Linked DNA regions of Mus musculus: all the other regions are linked to region 1. A link is a contact called in public promoter capture Hi-C data. All regions are on one chromosome and are shown on one strand. The core of a region is the stretch at or near the end of the contact, and the rest is flanking DNA. Distances in the headings are between cores, read along the strand shown.

Evidence for each region. Promoter capture Hi-C pulls out the DNA fragments that hold promoters and counts their contacts.
Region 2: a promoter capture Hi-C map of liver shows a contact between it and region 1, with 4 times the contacts expected there. The contact joins the promoter of Polb here to the promoter of Letm2 in region 1. A contact is called at or near these places in 1 of 39 promoter capture datasets (liver) and 1 of 9 other capture datasets (liver).
Region 3: a promoter capture Hi-C map of pre-B cells shows a contact between it and region 1, with 5 times the contacts expected there. The contact joins the promoter of Ikbkb here to the promoter of Letm2 in region 1. A contact is called at or near these places in 4 of 39 promoter capture datasets (the C10 cell line, liver and pre-B cells) and 1 of 9 other capture datasets (liver).
Region 4: a contact with region 1 is called in a promoter capture Hi-C map of pre-B cells, with 4 times the contacts expected there. The contact joins the promoter of Ap3m2 here to the promoter of Letm2 in region 1. A contact is called at or near these places in 1 of 39 promoter capture datasets (pre-B cells), 1 of 484 Hi-C or Micro-C datasets (CD4 T cells) and 2 of 115 datasets of contacts at active chromatin or transcription factors (astrocytes and thymic regulatory T cells).
Region 5: a contact with region 1 is called in a promoter capture Hi-C map of liver, with 4 times the contacts expected there. The contact joins the enhancer-like site here to the promoter of Letm2 in region 1. A contact is called at or near these places in 4 of 39 promoter capture datasets (hippocampal neurons, liver and pre-B cells) and 2 of 115 datasets of contacts at active chromatin or transcription factors (extraembryonic endoderm stem cells and large pre-B cells).
Region 6: a contact with region 1 is called in a promoter capture Hi-C map of liver, with 5 times the contacts expected there. The contact joins the enhancer-like site here to the promoter of Letm2 in region 1. A contact is called at or near these places in 7 of 39 promoter capture datasets (3T3-L1-derived adipocytes, the C10 cell line, hippocampal neurons and 2 more) and 1 of 115 datasets of contacts at active chromatin or transcription factors (large pre-B cells).
Region 7: a promoter capture Hi-C map of liver shows a contact between it and region 1, with 5 times the contacts expected there. The contact joins the promoter of Gpat4 here to the promoter of Letm2 in region 1. A contact is called at or near these places in 8 of 39 promoter capture datasets (3T3-L1-derived adipocytes, the C10 cell line, cranial neural crest and 3 more), 3 of 115 datasets of contacts at active chromatin or transcription factors (astrocytes, large pre-B cells and stem cell-derived neural progenitor cells) and 1 of 9 other capture datasets (liver).

The regions. Positions count from the first base shown.
Region 1 is chr8:25,595,946-25,598,886 of GRCm38.p6, forward strand. It overlaps Letm2 (leucine zipper-EF-hand containing transmembrane protein 2), which reads right to left and starts at 1,551. Exons shown (of 11, transcript NM_001364069.1): 1 at 1,330-1,551; 2 at 417-500. The coding sequence starts at 463. It overlaps D830025C05Rik (a long non-coding RNA gene), which reads left to right and starts at 538. Exons shown (of 1, transcript XR_003947362.1): 1 at 538-2,941.
Region 2 is chr8:22,651,980-22,654,920 of GRCm38.p6, forward strand. Polb (polymerase (DNA directed), beta) reads right to left here and starts at 1,458. Exons shown (of 14, transcript NM_011130.2): 1 at 1,335-1,458; 2 at 1,081-1,138. The coding sequence starts at 1,395.
Region 3 is chr8:22,705,085-22,708,025 of GRCm38.p6, forward strand. Ikbkb (inhibitor of kappaB kinase beta) reads right to left here and starts at 1,499. Exons shown (of 22, transcript NM_001159774.1): 1 at 1,386-1,499; 2 at 998-1,120. The coding sequence starts at 1,102.
Region 4 is chr8:22,804,091-22,807,031 of GRCm38.p6, forward strand. Ap3m2 (adaptor-related protein complex 3, mu 2 subunit) reads right to left here and starts at 1,564. Exons shown (of 9, transcript NM_029505.3): 1 at 1,486-1,564; 2 at 1-12.
Region 5 is chr8:22,881,557-22,884,497 of GRCm38.p6, forward strand. The region is part of intron 3 of Kat6a (K(lysine) acetyltransferase 6A); the gene reads left to right. Among named protein-coding and RNA genes, the nearest start is that of Gm46036, 23 kb to the left of the region's middle. Within about 2 kb of position 1,460, at least 76 of the 459 cell types and tissues checked have an H3K27ac peak or open chromatin away from gene starts, as enhancers often do. A contact at or near this core is called in liver, where this site is marked.
Region 6 is chr8:23,189,595-23,192,535 of GRCm38.p6, forward strand. Gpat4 (glycerol-3-phosphate acyltransferase 4) reads right to left here. Exons shown (of 13, transcript NM_018743.4): 2 at 1,122-2,098. The coding sequence starts at 1,286. Among named protein-coding and RNA genes, the nearest start is that of Gpat4, 17 kb to the right of the region's middle. Within about 2 kb of position 1,492, at least 48 of the 459 cell types and tissues checked have an H3K27ac peak or open chromatin away from gene starts, as enhancers often do. A contact at or near this core is called in 3T3-L1-derived adipocytes and liver, where this site is marked.
Region 7 is chr8:23,207,018-23,209,958 of GRCm38.p6, forward strand. Gpat4 (glycerol-3-phosphate acyltransferase 4) reads right to left here and starts at 1,436. Exons shown (of 13, transcript NM_018743.4): 1 at 1,282-1,436.

The DNA of each region.
Region 1 (2,941 bases), core at 301-2,800:
ACTTTTCCTTACACCTGAGGTCCTCGTGTAATCTTCATCAATAACAGAAATGCCACTCTAAAACTGTCTCATCTATTTTCCTCTATCATGTATTTCCAAAATTACTCAGCTTACATTCTAAAGCAGTTCAAATTAAAATATGTTCTTCCTTGAAATGTATTGAAAACTCAGCAAGGTTTTCTGTACTAAGCCAATCTTTTTGTTTTGTTGGTTACTTCCTTTATTTATTTATGTATATTTTTGAGACGGTCTTGATATGTAGCCCAGGCTGGCCTTGAACTCAGAGACCAGCCTGCCTCTGTCTCCTGAGTGCTGGGACTAAACGCATTTGTCACCACGTCTTTTACAACACATGTTTTTCATATAGATGCATGAGTTTATATACATTTTTTTTTGTGGGAAACTCCAAGCCTTACCTTGTCCAGAAAATAGCTAAGAATGAATTATAACTGTAGAAGGCCATGTTTATTTTTTTTGTTTCAACTAACCAACACAGAGACCTAGGCAAAAGAAGCAAACAATTTAGTATTTTAAAAAGGAATCAATTAAACATGAGAATTTAGGTGGTTTTTTTTTTTTTTTAAGAAAAACTAAGGCAAAGAGAGAGATTTGCATATTCAAGGTGTAAAATTTCCTTCAAGTTCATTTACAAAAGCCTCAGTATTTTCTTAGCTCTGGATTTGAAAATGGTACTTTTTCGATCCAAACACACAGAAATGGGTTCTAAGAAGATGATCCTGAAGACGATGTGGCCTCCAAAGGCTTTTTTTTTTTTAATTTTTTAAATTTCTGGTCAATAGTGTCTAATAATCTGCTGCGACGGTTAAAAGGAGAAAGACATCTTTATCTGTAACCAGAAAATACAAGTAGAAAGTAAGCACCCTGGATTCATTTACCACCAACCCAAAAGTCTAAAAGTTCTCACTAATTTCATGTGGGAACAGCGAAGACATAATGGTATCTACTAAAGGCTCAAGCGCAGATGCAGAATCTCCAGAGTCCGAACTAAGCTCTGTACCTTTAACTAAAACCGTTCTCCACCCCGAGCCGCTTCTCAGCTACTGGCATAACACTGCGATCTCGCAATCGTGCCGGAAGGAGGTTCCCCAGGCCCTCAACCCCACCCTATGGAAACCTCAGCTAAAAAGTAAACATCGCGAACCGGGCACAGCACCTCGGAAACCAGCCCCACCGCGGACAGCGCTCCTCCGGAGGGAGGCCGGGCCTGTTGCGGAGGCTCCCCAGCCCTTGGCCCCGGGGCTACGGGCCACTCCCAGGCAGTCTGCCCGGCGTTTCGGGGGAACCCCACGCCCAGCGCTGCGGGGTTACCTCTGCACCCCGCGCTCGCCGCACCGGTGCAAAAGGCGCCCTCGGCTCTCGGCCGGTAGTCTCCGCGGAAAGTGGGGAGGACTGCGGTGGGTCTGGGGATTGTTGGAGTGGGGTCAGGTACACCGTAGGGGAGAATGTCCAAAGTTTAGGGGAGAGATCGGGGTTGACGGGAGACGCCGAGGGAGCCCTTGTCCGCTGCGAGGTGACTAAGGCCCCAACCCTACCTTCCCAATTCCTCCCCGCCCCCACGCTAAAGGGGCCGGAAGCCCAGTCTCCATGGTTCCACCTCCTGCGCCTCGCCCTGTGACGTCACTCCGAGTGACGCCACTACCATCCAATGAGCTCTCAAATCCTGGGACTGGCTCGCGTCCTTCACGGCAGCCGCGCGGAAGGCAACAAGGTCCCCCGCACGAGCCCGCGAAGTCACTTCTGGGTCGGAGTTAGTTGAGGCAGCGTCTGTACTACAGGACCAAAGCTGCGTCCCCCCCCCCCCCCTGCCTGCCCACATTCTGTAGTCTAGCCAACTCCTCGAGAACTCCTTGAATGGAGGCCCTACCAGAGTAAGGTCTGATAGTAGCCTTTGTAACCCAAATTGGAGTCACTGATGACATCACTTTGATGATTCCGTTCCTCACCCTTTAGTCTCCGAAACTGCCTAGAGGTCTTGGGTTGGCGAAGGAGGTTGTGAGGTCCTGGTGGCAGAGGGGCAGCACTGAGAAAAAAAAAAAAAAAAAAAAAAAAAACCTTTCTTCTGCGGGGTCGAAGGCTGGAATGCTTCTGAAATCTTCATACGGAATTTGATTTTTCTCTTTAAAAAATGGTTTCATGTTGTCGCTTATCATTAGTTGTGTAGAAATCTCAACATTCAAAAATATATTCTAGAGTACTTGTTAAATAAGATAGGCATTGTGGGTTTGAGGACGTTTACGTTCCTAGGGCGGGCAACTAGCCATCTTGGGAAAGTTAAAGTTCTGAAAGCATTCTTGTTCCTATTTATCTGTTTTTTTTTTTTTCAATTTCTTTTTATTTTGCGGGGTTCTTATGTAACACGGGCTGGGCTGGAACTCAATAGGTAGTAGCAGAAAGTGGTCTTGAACCCTTGAACCACCTGCCTGCCTCCCCAGTGCTTAGTTACAAGTGTGTACCACTGCAGCCATCTTTGACTCTATATTTTAGTTTGCTTGCTTATTTATTTATTTAGAGACAGGGTTTCACGATGTAGGCCTGGCTGGCCCAGAACTCGTTATGTAGACCAGGCTTGCCTTGAACTCACAGAGATTCATTTGCCTGGTCCTCTAAATTGCTCAGATTTAAATGTGTGCACCACCATGCCTGGCTCGAGCTTTCTTCAACTTTTCTGAGAACTCTGATGATAAAATTATGAGCTGTACAAAATAGAATAAGTTTTGAGGGCTGGGCATGGTAGTGCATGCCTTTTATGCCAGTACTTAATAGACAAGACTGGCAGATCTGTGTGAGCTCAAGGTCACTCTGGTCTACAAAGTGAGTTCCAAGACAGCCAGGGCTACACAGTGGGATCCTGTTTCAAAAGAACTAAAAAAGAAAAGAAAAAAAGAAATGGAGGCCGTTTTTAATCCTAAAAAAAAAAAAA
Region 2 (2,941 bases), core at 208-2,707, 2.9 Mb before region 1:
ATAAAATAACTCCTAAGCCTAAGGCCCAGGGAACACTGTGGAGAGGGAATGGGAAGACTGTGAGAGTCAGAGCATCAGGGAAATGGCGGGAAGGCTGTGTTGCCCAGTAATGTCAGAAGCTATGCTCATAAGGTCTTACTAACATGACTGCCCAGACATGAGCTGAACAAGGAAGAATGTGACAGACACACCACAGTGGTCAGGACCTCAACCCTACACAAAGAACTACAGGAAACAGTCTTTCCTAACACATCAGTTGGTTATCCCTGAAAATATACAAGTAGCATTACACAGTTGGAACAGATTGTATTTATGTATTTAGGAAAATGTGTGTGTGTATGTATGTGTATCGAAATATGTGTGTATATATATGTGCACATATATATATATAATGAAAAAAGGAGGTTATGAATTTGAGAGATCATAGAGGGTTATATATGGAAGTGTTTGGAGAGAGGAAAAGGGGAAATGATGTAATTATAATCCCCCAAATAATCATATAATAATAATAATAATAATAATAATAATAATAATAATTCGACTTCAAATGAGGAAATCCAGGCATGGAACAGACTATAGGAGAACACTAACTGTAAGGCTGTAAGGGCTAGCTTGGGGAAAGCAAGGATAGTTTACTTTTACTGTTAGAAGCTGAGGGGCTTTGGGATGCTTATAGGTTAAGTAGCTGACTGTGGGAAGAGCGGCCAGGAGAAGGTGCCCGCTGAGGTTTGTAGTGATAGGCAGGCAACTGGTTTTCAGGAAGGTGACAGCCCATCCAGAAGGAAAGGCGATTTCCTGAACTACATCTATTTCACAGTTCAGATCTCGTCTACTGTTGTTTATTATGTTTTTTAAACTGTATTTCCAGTCAATTCAAGATTAATGGTGGGAATATATGCATCAGACACCTATTTTCAGTCGGAACTGTACAGTCTCCTGAATTAACCCTATAACGCCCTGCCAAAACCCTGTATAGGTTAAATAAAGTGCCACTCAGCTTTGAACCACTGGGCACCGGCTTTCCATCCCTGCTAAGTGACAGCAAACTAGGATGTCCTGGAACGCCGGCTAACAACGTACCTGTACGCATTGTACTTGTGGATCGCCTGGCTCACGTTCTTCTCAAAGTTTGCGAGTTCTGAAAAGACAACAAAGGGCTCGAGGACACAAGTACACACACCCCCGCGAACGCGGGTCCCGGGATGGAGGTGTGGGCGGGTTCCTCCACCGGCGGCCGCGACGGACGCAGCCGGGGCGCTGCGACCCGCGGGGGGGGGGGTGGGAGAAGCGAGGCCCGGCTGAGCAGAGGAGCCGGAGGGCGGCCCGGGACTCACCCACGAGCATGTCCGTGATGCCGCCGTTGAGGGTCTCCTGCGGCGCCTTGCGTTTGCTCATGGCGCCGGGGACCCACACCTGGGTCTTACCGGTGGAACAATGGCGGCGCCTGACAGGGCGCAGCGCGGTGACGTCACGCGCCAGGCTACGGGGCGGGGCTAGCGGGTGCGGGTGCGGGGAATCTCTGGGCGGAGGGGAGCTAGGAGGTCAGGTTTACCTCCTGGTGAGTTAGCCTGAGAGATCAAATCTGCTCTCCTGGTCTGAGAATAGTCTGATTTAGAGCCCGAGATGCAGACGGAGGTGGACGTTGGCTGCTGTGGACAGTAGCTATGGAACACACGGCCTGTACTGTTTGTGAGGCGTGCCGGCGCGGGTTCTGCTGTCAGAATCCAAGAGCTGCTCTGTGCTTCTGGACACCATGTAAAACATGGAATGAAATATGCCAACCGTCGGCTAAAGACGTGTTCTGGCTTTGTTTGTTCGTTTGTTTGTTTCGGTATCCATGCCTCTTGTGGGAGAAGCTAAAGCTAGGAAAAGACCCCAAGAAAGAAGTGTCTGACTTAACTAAACAGCAATGGAACACTCATATTCTATATGTGATCCCCTTACAATGTCCTTGAATTGAAATATAGCGCTTGTGCCATTTATAAGTGTTCCTCATGGGGGTCCATATTAACTGCAAACACAGCAATTCGTTTGGGCATAAATTGTTATTAAGATACACACTAGTGTGGGTGAATCTGAAAAGAGTATAGAAGGAAAAAGGGAAGTCAATGACGGGCTTGTCATCCAACTTAGGTATTATTATTTGGGGACATACACTTTTACATTTCTACTCCACTCTTATCTTCTAAAATTTCTATTCTTGTTTCTGTTTTGTTCTGAGATAGGGTATCTATGTAGCCCAGGTTGTCCTAGAACTATGAAGAGCAGGCTGGCCTCAGACTCATAGAAATCCTCCTGCCTCAGCCTCCTGGATGCTAGGGATAGGTATGCAACACCAGGTCCAGCAATGCATTGTTGTTGTTTTAGGTGAGTGAGTTATTTTTATTAGCAAGGACAGGGCACTGCTTTCGCTACTGGATGTACAGTAGTGATAAGTCAAGTCCTGTGCGCATGTCCTTGGCAGGGGGTAATAAAGTGGCCTAAGAGCAAGTCAAGAATGAGTGATTCACTGTGAGAGGACATGCTCAGCAGGAATGGGGCCTCAGCTCCACCACAACACTGCACGGATAAACAAGGCAAGGAAATGGGGCAGCCCTCAGGAGGGGCGAGATGAGCTCTATTTAGACAGAACAGTTGGAAAACACCTCTCAGAAGGTCCCTGTGCACGGAGACATAATGAAGAGGAAGAGGGCTTGGGGGACAACTGGAGTGATCCCTGTAGAAGCAGCAAGGTCCACCCCCAAAGCTGCCACTAAAAAGTTCTGCACCATTTGGAACAAGTTCACTAGGTTGGAGATCAGAGGACTTCGGTGTGGACTGTGGTAAAGCTAGAAAAGCGAATAGCATTCGCTCTCCATTAGCATTAGCTCTCCCTCCACCTTCCGTCCTTTTCCTGCATTAAGTCCTGATTACTTTGTATCACTCTTTCTTGTTCTCCTTT
Region 3 (2,941 bases), core at 249-2,748, 2.9 Mb before region 1:
AGATGTGAGTATCCTTGGCGTTCTATTTAGACCTTAACCTAATTTTAGGATCATGGAGATGGACTTGGTGGGGGGGGATCTGTCTGTCCTTCTTCCTAATGTGACCTCAGTGAATGAATCCCTTGCTTTCCACTATTAATTTGCCTATTTTAATTGGCTTATTGAGGACTCAGCTTAGGGCACAGGCCATGACCCCCAAGTTTGATAGTCACACATCACGTCTGATACTCAAGTATCCTGAGGTTAGTAAGTACTCTTTAGCGGAAACATCACAAGTACTGTGTGCTCCTGAGGCACTGTGATGAACTCATTACCCAAATCGGATAAAATAAGTCTCCCACAGTAAACAGCCGAGCTAGAGAGAGTCCTGCCAAGAATCTCAGCGTACTTACTGCCAGCCCCCTCCCCCAAATTTTTTTTGGAAGAACACAAACTTTTAACATGAGCAACGCACATCAGACACATAAGGACTAAAATAATAGGAATAAAAATTAGATCCAAAAATGAAATCAGTCCACATCACTCAGCATTATATGGCGGCACATGGAAAAGAAAGAAAGAAAGAAAGAAAGAAAGAAAGAAAGAAAGAGAGAAAGAAAGAGAAGAGAAAAACCTTGGGGTTATCAACTACCTAAAATATTTTAAATAAAGTTATTTAAAATGTTTTTTATTGCTCTCATCTTTTTAACACTGCCTGTATTCTACAACATTTATCACAATGTAATGTATTACGTGCTAGTCTAAATATTAGTAGAAATATAATTTCAAAATACTTGGAATGACAGCTTACTCCCTCATGTGTCCTTCTAAGTGGCATGGTTATTAAGGTTTTTTAAAAAGAGTCAGTTTAGCAGCTCACAGATCCCCTTTGCAGTCCTTTTTCTTACGCTCCCATTGGACAACGCCAAGGTTAGGCAGGGATCCACCCATTCACACCGGGCCAGGTCAGAAGAGGCGCCAAGAAAGCTCACCCACCTTCCTGGTGCCAGAGCCCTACCTGATTGTGCCACCGGATGACGTTTCCAAATCCCCCGGTCCCCAGGCGTTCTTTCATTTCCCAGGCTCCACATGTCTGGGTTGGGAGGGACGGTGACCAGCTCATATCGATGCCCTGCTAACTCTAGAAGCAAGCAGGGAGAGAGGACAAGTTGAGAGTAAGAAGAACACTGGAGCTCAAGAAGCAACTGGGAGCAGCAGTGGCTGCTGCCCTGCAAGGGGAGGCTAGGACACCGGTGTAGTTAACAAATAAAAGTTGCGGCGGCCGGGCCCACCGGTGGGTCCGCTCAGCATCGGGCGCGGCGCAGCCACGGACCCCGGGGAGAGGCGGAGCGCACACCCGGGTGAGCCGGTCCACGCGCCGCGAGCCGCCCTCGCGTGGGACTCACCTGCCCCGGGGGCCGCGGGGCCGCCAGCGACACCCGCTGAGGACATGAAAACTCGGGGTCCCCACGCAGCCAGCCCAGCGCCACTTCCTCAAACACTTCCTGCCCTGACGTCACGGGTACTAGACGGCTCTTAAAGGGGACGCGCGAGCCACTGGCTCTCGGAGACGCAGCCACAGCCAGCCAAGGTGCTGGACCTGGCGGCGCAGGACCTGGCGGCTTGGAGAGCTCTTCTTCACCCTGGCACTTTTTAGGCTGAGCTTGATCCGACTGGCTAGGCAGTTAATAAGGGGAGAATCTGCCGAGCCCCGACTAGTGCTGACTTAGAGGCTGTCCTAAGAATTGCCTCCCTGTCCTCCCACCGCTCCTGGTTCAGTATTAAGAATAATCAACCATCCTGATGCTCCTCAGAAAGTAACACACCACCATCCCCCTCAAAGAGGAAGGGAGGAGAGGGAAGAGTACAGAGACAAAACAAAAAACTAGCACTGTCTATCAAAAATGGAGTTTGAGCACTGGGAGCATAAAGAAATTACTAGTTATTAGGTCAAGAGGCTGGGTATTGTCTTCTCCACCAGGACACCCCACACGCCTACCAGCATCCACCCCTGCCTCTAACAAGCCAGGTTCAGCCGCTCACCTCCCATAGCCTAATTCACGATACAATTACCAATGGAAAGGAGAAAAAGAGGTTTATTCAATGTGACTACATTGGGGAAAGACAGCGATCTAATCTCTCTCACCCATACCTCTGCCGATCCAAGTCTAATTTTGGGGTCCTGCCATGAGGTTTGGGTTTAAGTGGAAGGCAAGTGGTATACATAACTAAGTAGTCATGCTCAATATATGTTCTGGTCCACCATCGTTGTCTAGGCTCCAGTTTCTCCTATGATGTGGCGTTTGTCAGACGGTGTGAAATCTCTGCTCCTCTGAAGGTGGCACAGTGGCTCCAGGCTTCTGACATTTACTGGCTTTTTAGATCCGAACCCAGCAGCGGACAGCGACCAGCAAGGCTAACAAAGTCTCCCTGGATTGAAAGCCAAAGATCTTTGTGGGATAACCTGGGGACTCTAAGCGTTTGAACTCAAGAATAGAGCAAATAAAGAACTTCTCACTCTTTTATTATTAAAGCAAGCAAAACATGAGATGATGTTTACAGAGAGCTTAAGCAAATACAAGAACAGCAAGTGAAAAAACACTTGGTATTATGTCTTATCATCCTTGCACCTGTGGGAAAAAGCCAAGAATATTCCTCCCAGGACCCCACCCTTCCCACAGAGAGAACGTGGACATCCCAAGCCATACCCTTCATGTCGCCCCTTTTGAGAGCATCCACTTTTTATGGGGTTTGCAATTATTTCTAGAAGGCCACTTGTGGAAGAACATTCTGCACTCTGCCCCAACCACAGCTCACGGGACAGTCACAGCTTTCTTACACGGGTTCCCACGTGGCCTCAGATGATGTTCCTGGGGGAGATTACAGTTTCTCGGGGTCTGTTATGTCGGCAGTTTAAAAGTCAGAAAGAGGAGCTCAGGAGACTCTTTAGCCTCCATTCCAG
Region 4 (2,941 bases), core at 314-2,813, 2.8 Mb before region 1:
TAGTTTTCAACCCTACAAACAAAAGAGACTGGACTCATTTTCACTGAATTAAAACAACCTTATTTTCCAGAGGTTCGAGGATCAGGCCCAAGTCCTCTTCCCATTGGTGCATTCAACTTTTTGATACTGCCAACACGACACTGTCATCCACAAAAACACCCTCAGGAAGCATACAAGTCACAAAACGAGATGGGAAAGCAAATGTCCCCATGACTTAAGGAAGTTTACCGTTTTGTGTTGGGCAACGTTCCTAGCTGTCCTGGGCCACATGTGGCCTGCAGGCCACCGGCCAGACATACCTGCTACTATTACATGAGCCCTAAGGATTCTTCCCTTGAATTCCCAATAATAACTAGCAGCCAATTTGTTTGTCTGTTGTAGATTTTCAGTTCTCTGTTATTATTGCCCGAGTTAGATCCACTTAAAACACTAGTTTCAGGCTTGTGAGATGGCTCAGCAGGTGAGGCTTGCTAACGATCCAAACAATGGGATTCAATTTCATTGGGACTCATAACATGAGAGAAGAGAAGTGACAACCTGTTGTTCACATGGGTGCACATAAATATACTTAATTTTCTTTTAAATCCGACTTTGCCAGGCACTTGGGAGCTAAGACAGGAGGATCACAAGTTTGAGACTAGCCTGGGTTACATAACATGATCCTGTCTCAAAAAAACAAACAAAACAAAACAAAACAAAAAAAATCTAGATGAAATAAACAAAGATGTTAGGCACTATTTAAATGGGTAGTGGGCATTTGAAAAGAGGCCGATAGTACTGACATATACTGTAAGATTAGAGACTGGACAGCTTCGGTTGGGAAAAAAGACTCAATTTTAAATATCTTACCACTTATTTAATACTGGTAATATGTTTGGGTCAAATGAAATATATTAAAATTTAACTTATCGTTAGCTTACCACGATTCCTATTCGAAACAGCATATGTGATGTGCTTTCTACTTCTCCTGAGCAGAGCCAGCCCCTGGAATCTTTGCCACTGTGATCTTTACTCATTCACTAAGGACCTATTCTCTGAATTATTTGTGCACAAAGCATTCCGCTGGATGCTTAAAAAAAAAATCTCTGGAGACACCCTAGTTTGTCTACAGTGACATCTCCAGGATGAGGCAGCTTTGCTGCACCCAGGGGTGGCCTAGAAGCGAACTGACTTGAGCTAGCACAACTGGTCACATTGCTAAGACCTGTTTTCCTAGTGCCCCAGGAGAGAGTCCAGATCGTCGGCTGCCAAGACAGCCATCGAGAGGTTGCAGCCCAGCAGCCTGCAAGCCTAGGGTATTGGAGGCCCTATGGGCCTTGGGGCTCCAGCCTGAAAACTGTCCAGAAGCAGGGACCCTGGTCCCAGAACTGTGCACCTGCGTTGCCATGGCAACGGCATTTGTAGCCCGGGACTCTTCCCGTACCTCTCTCCCAGGCGACGCCCAACGCAGCCCTTCCCATCCGCGCGCGCCCAGCCCAACCCTACCAGCTTCGACCAGGTCTCAGGCTCCGTTCCGGCTCCGCAGCGCAGTCGCGCTGCGCAGTGCTCCTTGCACGAAGGCTCCGCCCCCTCCTCACCGCTCTCACGTTGATTGGCCAGCCGCTCCCCGGCTGCCGCTCCTGCGCTCTGATTGATCGCCGTTCGCTTGCTAGGCTCTAGCATCCGATTGGTCTTTATTGAAGGTCCGGTAACCTTCAATTGGTGTAGCTCTGAGACTCCAAGCCCCGATTGGAGGATGAAGACAGTCGGTCATCCAGTCACAAAGGGCCTCCGGGGAGCTAGAAAGTGACCGGAAAGGTAAAATGATTCCCGGGATGCTTCTAATTTAATGCATCACAGATAACCAATCATAACTAACCTCCATTACACAGGTGCACTTAAAAAGCGACTGCTTGCCGGGCCTGTGGCGCAGGTCTTTAATCCCAGCACTCAGGAGACAAGCAGAAGTATCTCAGTGAGTTCGAGGCCAACCTTGTTGTCTACACAGGGAGTTCCAAGCCAGCGGGAAAGAACCGGGAAGAATAGAGGAAAGGAGGGGAGGGGAGAAGACAAGAGAGGAAAGGAAGGGAGAAAAGTAGAGACGTAGTGGGGAGGGGGGAGCAAGGCAGAGAAAGAGTGACAGACAGACAGATAAGACTGACTTCTCCTTCCAGACTCTCAGTTCCCAGATCCGATAATGAAGGTGTTGGGGCAGGTCTTTGAAACCACCTTAAATTTAAAGAGATCACAGGTTACTGTGACTCGGGAAAGTGTGAAGCAGAGATCCGATGGAAATTTTATCTTCAGTTAGATTAAAATGAGGCATTCGGTAAGATGAAGTGTGAAGGGGGTTGCAAAAACTGCTGGGCACACTGTAAGATGAAATGACAAACTGCGGTGATGACGGTCGTGCCAATCTAGATGAGTCTCCGAAAGGTCTCTGGCAGTACCTAAAAACAAGAGGCCCTACCTCAAATCAGATGGAAGGTGAGGAGTGATATTCTGACTCCTACAAGTGTTTCCATGCACAAATGCAAACGCGTACCTCATACATGCAAAAACGGGTGTGTGTGTGTGTGTGTGTTTATTTTCCCTTTCGTTTTGTTACTTGAGACAGTTTCGCTGAACAATTCTGGCTGGCCGGGAAGTCTCCAGATCGGGACAGCTTTGAACTGTTTCCCTCTGCCTCCCGCCTCCGGAGTGCTGGGATTAAAGGCTTGTGCTGCCCACCTGGTCGCTACTCACCCGGGGCCGGGCGCGCGCGGGGGAGGGGTGTGAGAAGAAATTTTAAAAATAATTTCAAAGCTTAAAAAAAAAAAAAAGAACGATTTGTGACATTGCCTCATACGTCCCGTTTGAAATTACAGAAGAAATAGTCATCAAATGAGAAGATTTCCGGAGGAAGAAAAGAGATTGGTCCAAAAAAAAAGAAGTTTTCAAATAACATACTTAGTTTCTAAGT
Region 5 (2,941 bases), core at 210-2,709, 2.7 Mb before region 1:
ACCTTTAAGATATATGACCATGTGTAGGCATACACTGAAGTCCTAAAAACCCTGAAACTTGGTCTCAAGCATTATTATATATATATATTTTTTTTTCCCGAGACAGGGTTTCTCTGTGTAACCCTGGCTGTCCTGGAACTCACTTTGTAGACCAGGCTGGCCTCGATCTCAGAAATCCGTCTGCCTCTGCCTCCCAAGTGCTGGGATTAAAGGCGTGCGCCACCACGCCCGGCTTCAAGCATTTTGAATAAGGGCTGCATTGGCTGTTTAAAACGCCGTTGTAATAAAATAGATAGAGAAGTATTTCATCATGATTCCTTTTTAAGTGTGTGTGTACCCAGACACACCTGTCCTCCTGTGGAGGCCAGAGGGCCTTTAGGGAGTTGGTTCTCCTTCCATCTTTACGTGGACTCTAGGAATTTAACTTGGATTATGTATCTTCTGTCATGATTTAAGCTTTTTACTTCCTAATGGTTGTTGTGTAGAGCCACTGTTCATGTGCTTTTTAAATCGTTTGATGAAATCTCCATATTTTTTGCTGTTTTTTAAAATTGATTATTTTTTCTTTATTTAATTTATTCATCTTTAATTTTTCTTTCAAGCCTTTATTCACCCACAAATAGCCCTTGTGCTCTAGGGAATTAGCAATATGTTTATATTTTTGTAGTTCTTGATGCTTCATGTTTCATTGCTAAAAACTTGTTTGTTTTATAGTTTTTAAAATGAGCTGTTCTTTTCTGGCTCCTGATAGATTTGCTTAGTAAGGGCAGTGAATTGGCCTTTAATGAGCTGGGTTGGATAGTTCTGAGATTGCAGTGACAAGAGCCTGGAGTGAGAAGATTATTTTGGTAATGCATAGGACCAACCCAGAAGGAGTAGTGGAGATAGAGTTGGCTTCTGGGACAACTAAGCTGAGAGTTAACTTTCAGAGTCCCCTATAATCTCCTTCCAACCCCCTCCCTCCCCCAGGAAATGCCTGAAATGTTGGGGAATGCTGAGCCCTGTATATACTAATTATTTTTATTATTGCACCCATCTAGTTAGGCGCACAAGGATTACTAATCAGTGTGGTATTTTGTGGCTAGAGCTGATTGTGGGTATCTAAATCCCAGGGAGCTGGCTGAGGCTGCTGTGCTCCCTGGATTCTCTCAGTGGGGGGCTTGAGATCTCTCCTGTCTCAGACATCTCCAAATGATTAGGATCAGAATTGGAAGTGTCTTTCTGCCTTAATGACCCTAGAGTGGAGGAAAATGTATCTTATACACAAACCTAGGGCAGGAAACCTGTAAGCAAGCTGGTTTTGGCTGAGTAGTGAGTCACATGTATATCCCTAGAGTCCTTGTTCTGGCTTGTTTGAGTATTTTAACTTGAATTAATGTGATGATGGGCTGCTGAGAGGGCACAGTGGGTAGAGACACTTGACCAAGCTTCCTGATTGAAACCCACATGACTGAAGGAGAGACCCAGCTCATGCACACTGTGCTCTGACCTCTGCACACGCACTGTGACGTGGAAGCCCGCTTTCCAGTGCAGTTTAAAAACATAGAATGTGAATAAAACAGTGGTTCCTGATAGTTTTTTTTCTTTGCCAGGAAGCAACCCTGTGTCAAAGTCAGGAACTCTGACTTTGATTCCTCTCTGAGTTCCTGTAAGAAATAGCCATTTTTCTTCCATATTCAGACCATCACCCTTGCTGTTTTATAGACACATCATCTTTTTTCTGCTGTCCTTATACATGCTGTGTTTTACTGCGCTAGATTTTCTCATCACTCTTTAGGTCTTTGCAAAGTGCCTGGCTTGCTTCACTGAAGTAGTTATCACAACTAAACAGTACTCCACCTGCCTCTTTATTGGCTTTTTCTTGCTAGGGCATAAACTGCATGAGTTATAGACAGTATCTTGTTTACTCCTGTCTTCATATTCCTCAAATAGATGGGGCATATGGTAAGTGCCTGAGGGATTTTGAATGAATATGAACAGCACATTAAAAAATAAAATAAAAGGGCCCAACCTGATATGAGCTTCCTTATGACATAGAGTTTGTTGTGTAGCTGGAGACACAGTAGCCATTGCAGTAGGCTTCAAGTGAGCTTATGTGAAGATTGCTGTACATGGTGATTTCTAGGGTTTTTTTTCCTTTAATAATAGTGATTAATTCTGTTACAAATCATGACACTAATATCTGCTTGAACAAAATAATTTCTGATAAAAGGTTTGTGTAGGAGAAAGGCAGGCAGAAGTCTTGGGCTTTTTGAACCCCATCAGAGTAAGCCAAGATTTTTGGCTGTGTATGAGATTTAGTAACTAATTGGGTACAAAGTTCATTTCTTGTTTTCTCATAGGGAACTGTACTGTTCTTTCACATGATGCTCACTCATTGAGTACATAGACTAAATGGTTTCCCACCCCCAAGACAGGGCTACTCTGTGTAGCTCTGGCTGTTCTGGAAATTACTCTGTAGACCAGGCTGGCCTCGAACTCAGTGCTGGGATTACAGACAAGCACCACCCCTGCCCAGCTGATCTTCCCACCTATTAATTACTGCTTTTGCTCTGGTGTTGAAGGATTTTTCTCAGATAAGCTTACATTCTTCTTCTAGTTACCATAAAGGTTGGAACAAAAATAGTGTTTTAAGATTGTATTTAAGTCTGCCGGGCAGTGGTGGCGCATGCCTTTAATCCCAGCACTTGGGAGGCAGAGGCAAGTGGATTTCTGAGTTCGAGGCCAGCCTGGTCTATAGAGTGAGTTCCAGGACAGCCAGGGCTACACAGAGAAACCCTGTCTCCAAAAACCAAAAACCAAAAACAAAACAAAAAAAAATTGTATTTAAGTTATTTAAGTCTTATGTAAAGCTAACTTGGATCTTGAAATTTATTTTCACTTAATAGACTTCAGGATTTTTGGAAATTGAAATCATAACAGGTCCACATTGTAGAATTTT
Region 6 (2,941 bases), core at 242-2,741, 2.4 Mb before region 1:
CTGTAAGAGCTTCTTTTCAAGTGGTAACAAGTAGCTCTACGAGAGGCAAGAGGCGGCGGCTGTGCAACCTGAGCAAACTCAACCCACCCGGCTGGGTTTATATTCTGCTTATTTGGCCTCAATTATTTAAAAATACTTTTTAACTATGTGTGTGTGTGCATATCTGTGTCTGTGCACACAGGTGCAGGTCCCACAGAGGCCTGAAGTGACCGACAGTTATGAGTCACGGCTGTGAGTGTTGGATTTACATGTGGGTCCTCAGCAAGAAGCAGGACATGCTCTTAACCCCTGTACTCTCTCTCCAGCCCCACCTTATTCTTGTAAGGACAGTAAATACCACAGAGTTCAAAGGAGCTAAAGGAAAATGGAAACAATAAAGACTGCCGAGTGCTTGAATCCTTGGCTTGAAGCAGCAAACCAAACCACAAAAGCCTGTAAGATACCACATGAGTAAGTGCATCATATTATCATGGTATTACTCAAAGGTTGCAGTTTCAGCTGTGGAAAAGAATTCCTGAGAATTTGGTAACTATTTAAAACAGATCCTGCAACTAAAGTAGCTAGCAACTCTTTGTCTAAATATTAGTCCTGTGGCACAGATCAACTTCTAGGAGATATTGCTTCTCATCTGCTTCCATTTAACACAACCAGTTCTCTTCAGCTGTACGTTAAGTTCTGACATAGCCTCTATTTTTTTGGAAAATAATTCAAATGCTCTTTTTTTCTGTGCATTCTTTTTTTTTTTTTTCCTTTTTTCTTTTTTCCTTGAGACAGGGTTTCTCTGTGTAGCCCTGGCTGTCCTGGAACTCACTTTGTAGAACAGGCTGGCCTTGAACTCAAATCCTCCTGCCTCTGCCTCCCAAGTGCTGGGATTAAAGGCGTGTGCCACCACTGCCCGGGCTCTGTGCATTCTTTTTGCATGAATGTAAGACTCTACCTCAGATTACAGTGAGAGAGGAAAAATGAGCCCATAAGCAGCCTTATGTCCTACTACCTGTTCTGCATGTGGCAATGTCCAGTGTCTAAGCCCCACTCTGTGACACAGAAGGTAAAAGAACCATTCTTTCTGCTAATGTCCTTCTCTTCCCAGTGAGGAAACATATCACAGAAGTACAACTTACCGCAAAGATCTTTAGCAGTGTTTTCATGTAGAGCTTTCGGATACCAAAGGACACTCCAAAGATGGCAGGGACGATGATGAAAACAAGCAGCAGGGTGAAGAGGACGGTCAGGGAGATACCCAGGAGGTTGACAATCAAGCTATCAAAAGGTAGCAACAGGAACATGGTGGAGGACGCACGTCAGGCTGGTGCCCTCTTTTCCACACACAAACACGTCCTTCAGATGGTCCCTTCAGATAGCACAAGCCTTGGAAAGGCAGCCAGTCCCTCACGGGTGACAAACTCCATCTCAAAGTTCATGTCATCCAACTGCCTGAATAGAGCTCTGGCGCAGAACTGCAGAAGGGTCACAGGAGCACCCCAGAAATGCCAGGTCTCCCGGGCACAGATGACAATCTGTGGTGAGTAGGCTGGAACAGCACCTGAGTCCTGAGTGTCCGGGCAAGCGAGCGGCAAGGGGCAGCTTTCTGTTCAGCTATGTGGCTGCTTCCAAGGTTTTACTTTCCTCCTGCCCCAAAGCATTCAGCGGGTAAATTTGTCCTAAAGATCTGTATTGTCAGAAGTACCAAGAAGAGTTCGCCTTGGTGCCAGAAGAATCCTGAAACTCCAGTAGACAAGGGTAGCTGCTGGCACTTCACACCCAAGGCTGCCAAACGTCAGTATGTAGAAATTAAGTAACGTTTACTTAAAATTCCTTCATAAGCTAAAACTGAGTTCACTGTAAAGAGTTCATAGCTGGTCCCATGCTCCCTTGAGGGGGCTCCTGATGCTGGCTGACCCAGGACCCTCCTACCCAGAGAGCCCCAGCCTTTGCCAGTAGCACACAGAGGCTGGCACAGAACGTCTCATGCTGCCTGTACTGAGCACTGTTCCAAACACGCCTGGCATTGGTGTCCTCCGATATTCTTCTCCCTTAAGGCAGCCTTCTCAGCGGTGACCTGGGTTCTTGGCAAAAGGCTGTTTACATGCTGCCAGAGCTGGGGGTGGAAACAGAAACACCATTAGTCACACAAAGCAAGAGAAGCATTAATGTGCTTCCTTCCATATGTGTGACAAGGGACAGCTGGGAGCCCACAGGTTGCTTCTCTATCATCAAGGTAAAAAGGCAGCAGGCAAGCAGATACAGCGTGGGGGAAAACGGACATTCCAGTATTCCACAATGAGTGAAGCTGGCCGTGCATGCCAACTTTCTGATGATGAACATTTTGAAAGGTAAGGGTACAATATGAAATGTCAATGCCCTAACTTGTCCCATAGTTACCCAGAGTTCTTTATAACAGATGTACTGCAGGACTAACTTTGTACTCTTCCTAGTATAATTCTTGCTGACACAGGACAATCATTGGTTCTGTTCCCTCAGGACCAGGCAACAAAAGTTAAGGCATTGTTAACAAGGCACACTCTTCATTTGCTTCTTATTTTGTCTTAATTAACTTGAAGGAGAGTTCTATTGGTAAAAACAGAGCTCTCCCAATGCTTTGCAGGGACATAGTTTGCAACTGTAAGAACATATCAGGATTAAGGTAATCTGTCTCCTAAGGCTAGACAGTACAAATTTCTAGTAATTGTGTGTTAAATGCTACTACTTTACATGACTTGGTACCAACAAAATTCCTAGAAAGAGAACTGTATAGGAAAAGGAAATATACATTTAAACTTTTACAAGATAAGTATCACATTTCTTCCATAGAAACCAAGCCCTTTCAGTCCACTTCACTACACTGGCTGCTCATAAAATTCTAGAATTATTTCAAATATCTCATGAAAGTAGTCCAATATATAGTGCTTATTCCAAACTATAAGTTACCAATGCAAGTTCC
Region 7 (2,941 bases), core at 186-2,685, 2.4 Mb before region 1:
AATTAAATAAACCACAAACCTCCAACACACACACACACACACACACACACACACACACACACACACGGCGCGCGCTCCAGTGCTAAATTTTTGTTTCTTCCTGAGACAGAAGAAGTAAAATAAATGAAGATGCAGATATTGCATGATTAACCCCAGATGTCACTGAGCATATATAATAATGAGCATACGTTCCTGGTTTTGCATATTTGAAATTCTCCAAATTATAGGTCTGAAAAATTACTCTCAGAAAGAGGAAGGATAATTTAGCAGGCAGGATTACAGTTTTGACCATAGTCTTTGGTCGCAGTGATTTTTATGCCTGTCTTTACGGGGTTGCGATACAATCTCGAAGACACGCTAACTCTGCAGAGACTCTTAAAAGTTCTGCTCAAATTAAGGAAAACGAGCGAAACCAAAGTTCTTCAAAGGCTATCTACCGGTAATACGCAAGAGATGGGTATGGGATGGAACTTAACGTCCGCGAAGCCTGACAATTTCACATAGATTATTCTACAACCTGTGAGTCACCAATGTAATATCCAAGTAAGATGGAAAGTGAATAAATAAGTCAAACTTCCAGGTAGGATGCTACTACCACTGAGGGCATGGAACCAAGGCGAAAGGGAGTCTGGGGTGTGAAGAAGGCTGGAATAGTGGCAGTTCTAGTTAGTGGCTCAGGAAAGTCATGTAGCATCAAGCAGGGCTGCCCCTATCCGGGGGCAAACCTGGACACTGGGACTCTCCAATGCGGGAAGGGGGAGAGGGGGCAGACCCGAAAAAGAAGACAGTGTGAGCACAGCACGGGATAAAGGACGGATTCTGGGGGGGAAACCCGTTTCCACGTGATCTAACGCCGGGTTCTCAGCCACGTTCCTCAGCTCCGGGCCACACCAGGCCGAGGCGGCGAGCGGCCTGCGGAGAGGAGCGTGGTCGGTTGAGGAGGAGAGAAACCGGTCGGGGAGAGAGGAGCGGGGCGGCCGAGGAGAGGAGGGAAGGGAAAGAAAGGGCCGGATGAGGACAGCGGGGCTGGCTGAGCCAAGGAGCCGAGCGGCAAGGAGCCGGGCGACTGGAGAGGAGATGAGGCGGCAAGAGGACAGCGGGGCTAGCCCGGGAGGAGAGGAGCGGGGCTGGCGAAGGACAGGAGTGGGGCAAGCGGGCGTGAAGGAGCTCGGACCGCCCGGCAGCGGCTGCCCCACCGGCGGGACCCCGGCCCGCGGCTGCCGACCCCGCGTCCCGCCCGGGGCCGGGGGCGTCCGGTAGGACCAGGTCCATCCAACTCACCGGCCGTGAGGCTCGGCTCCAGTCCTCGGTGACTGCCGCTCCCGCCCTGCCCTGCCCGCCGCCGGCCCAGGCGTACGTAAGAGCGTGCGTACGCCCGCCCGTCTTTGTCTACGCCGCTGGACGTGGACCCCACTCCCCTCAATCCCCGCCCCCGAGTCCCGCCCAACCGCGCTTGCGCGGTCTCCCGGAGGACCCCAGGGTGGGCGGGGCTCCGGCGATGCTCGCTCCTCGCACTGATGCTCGCCAGCGTGAGCCGAGGTCGCTTTCTGAAAGCCAACCGGGGCCTGTCTGAGCTGTGTCCAGAACAGGCATCGTTCCCGGGGAGAGGGAGAACCCGGCATGGCGAGGTTCATTTACTGAGTCTTTGTGGGACTTTGTGTGAGATTCGGTTCCGGCTGGCCACGAAACGTTAGCCACCATCCCAGCACTACCCGGGCATCCCGGAGCTTCTCTTAACGTAATTGGCTGGTTGGCCAACTGCAGTTTTCCAACCCAGCCACAGTTCTAACTAACCTCTCCTCAGACTGGAAGCTTCAAAGACAGGCTTGTTTTGCTGACGTGGGTCCTTTATAGTGGAAGAAAGAGAAAGAAGGGATGGGGGACACGCCTCTTTGGCCCACCCCACCCCCTTTTAAGACAGGACGTCTTGTAATACAGACTTGCCTCAAAAACTGCGAATTGCCCAATGACCTTCAGTTTCTGCACCGACTGCTTCCACCTCCTGAAGTGCTGGAATAAACTACCGTCCCAAGTTTTATAAAGTGCTGGGGGCTGGAACTCAGGGCCTCGTGCATGCTAAAAGAAGCACTCGACCAGCTGAGCCACATTCCCAGCCTCCGAGTTTATTGCTTTTGTATACTTCCAAGAGTACCTAACCTTTCCCCTAATTCAGGACTTAAACCTCCATTTGTTGATTTCTTCACAAACTTTTACACAACTCCAGGTATGTAACTATAACAGGAATACAAGACATATTTAATGATAATAAATTTATTTAAAAGCATTTTTGCTATGTATTTGTAGCTTTCCTATATTAACTATTAAAGCAAATTTGCATATTAATGAGATGGATGTGTTTGCCACTCTATTAATTTATTATTTTATTTTTGGTTTTTTCGCTGGCTGTCCTGGAACTCACTCAGTAGACTAGACTGGTCTTGAACTCAGAAAAACGCCTGCCTCTGCCTCCCAAATGCTGGGATTAAAGGCATGCGACACCACTGCCCGGCTGCCACTCTTAATATAAAGAAATCAGCTAAATATTTGATACCAAAGGATATAAAACATAAAGTTTCCCAACGTTTTAAATTTTATAATTGTCAATGCTGAGAACACCGTTTCACAAATACCTTGTACAAAACAATATTAGTAAGTTTATGAACATTTCAGAAATTATTAGAGATTCTGCCCTAATCCCAAGCCAAAAATGATTTAACAGATTTTTGTGAGCAGATTAACTGAAGCAGTTTTTAAAATCAAGAATTCTAATACAGTGCAACCCCTGAATGTGCTAATTTGATGCTTACTTACAATGCTTACCTGCTGAGGAATGACTACAGGAAAATATTTTTTAAAGTCATGGTTTCTTCAAAATGAAACATGATAGCTAACTAACACTCACTGAAACACTCCACAGATGTAAGGGCAGGAGGATCAGAAG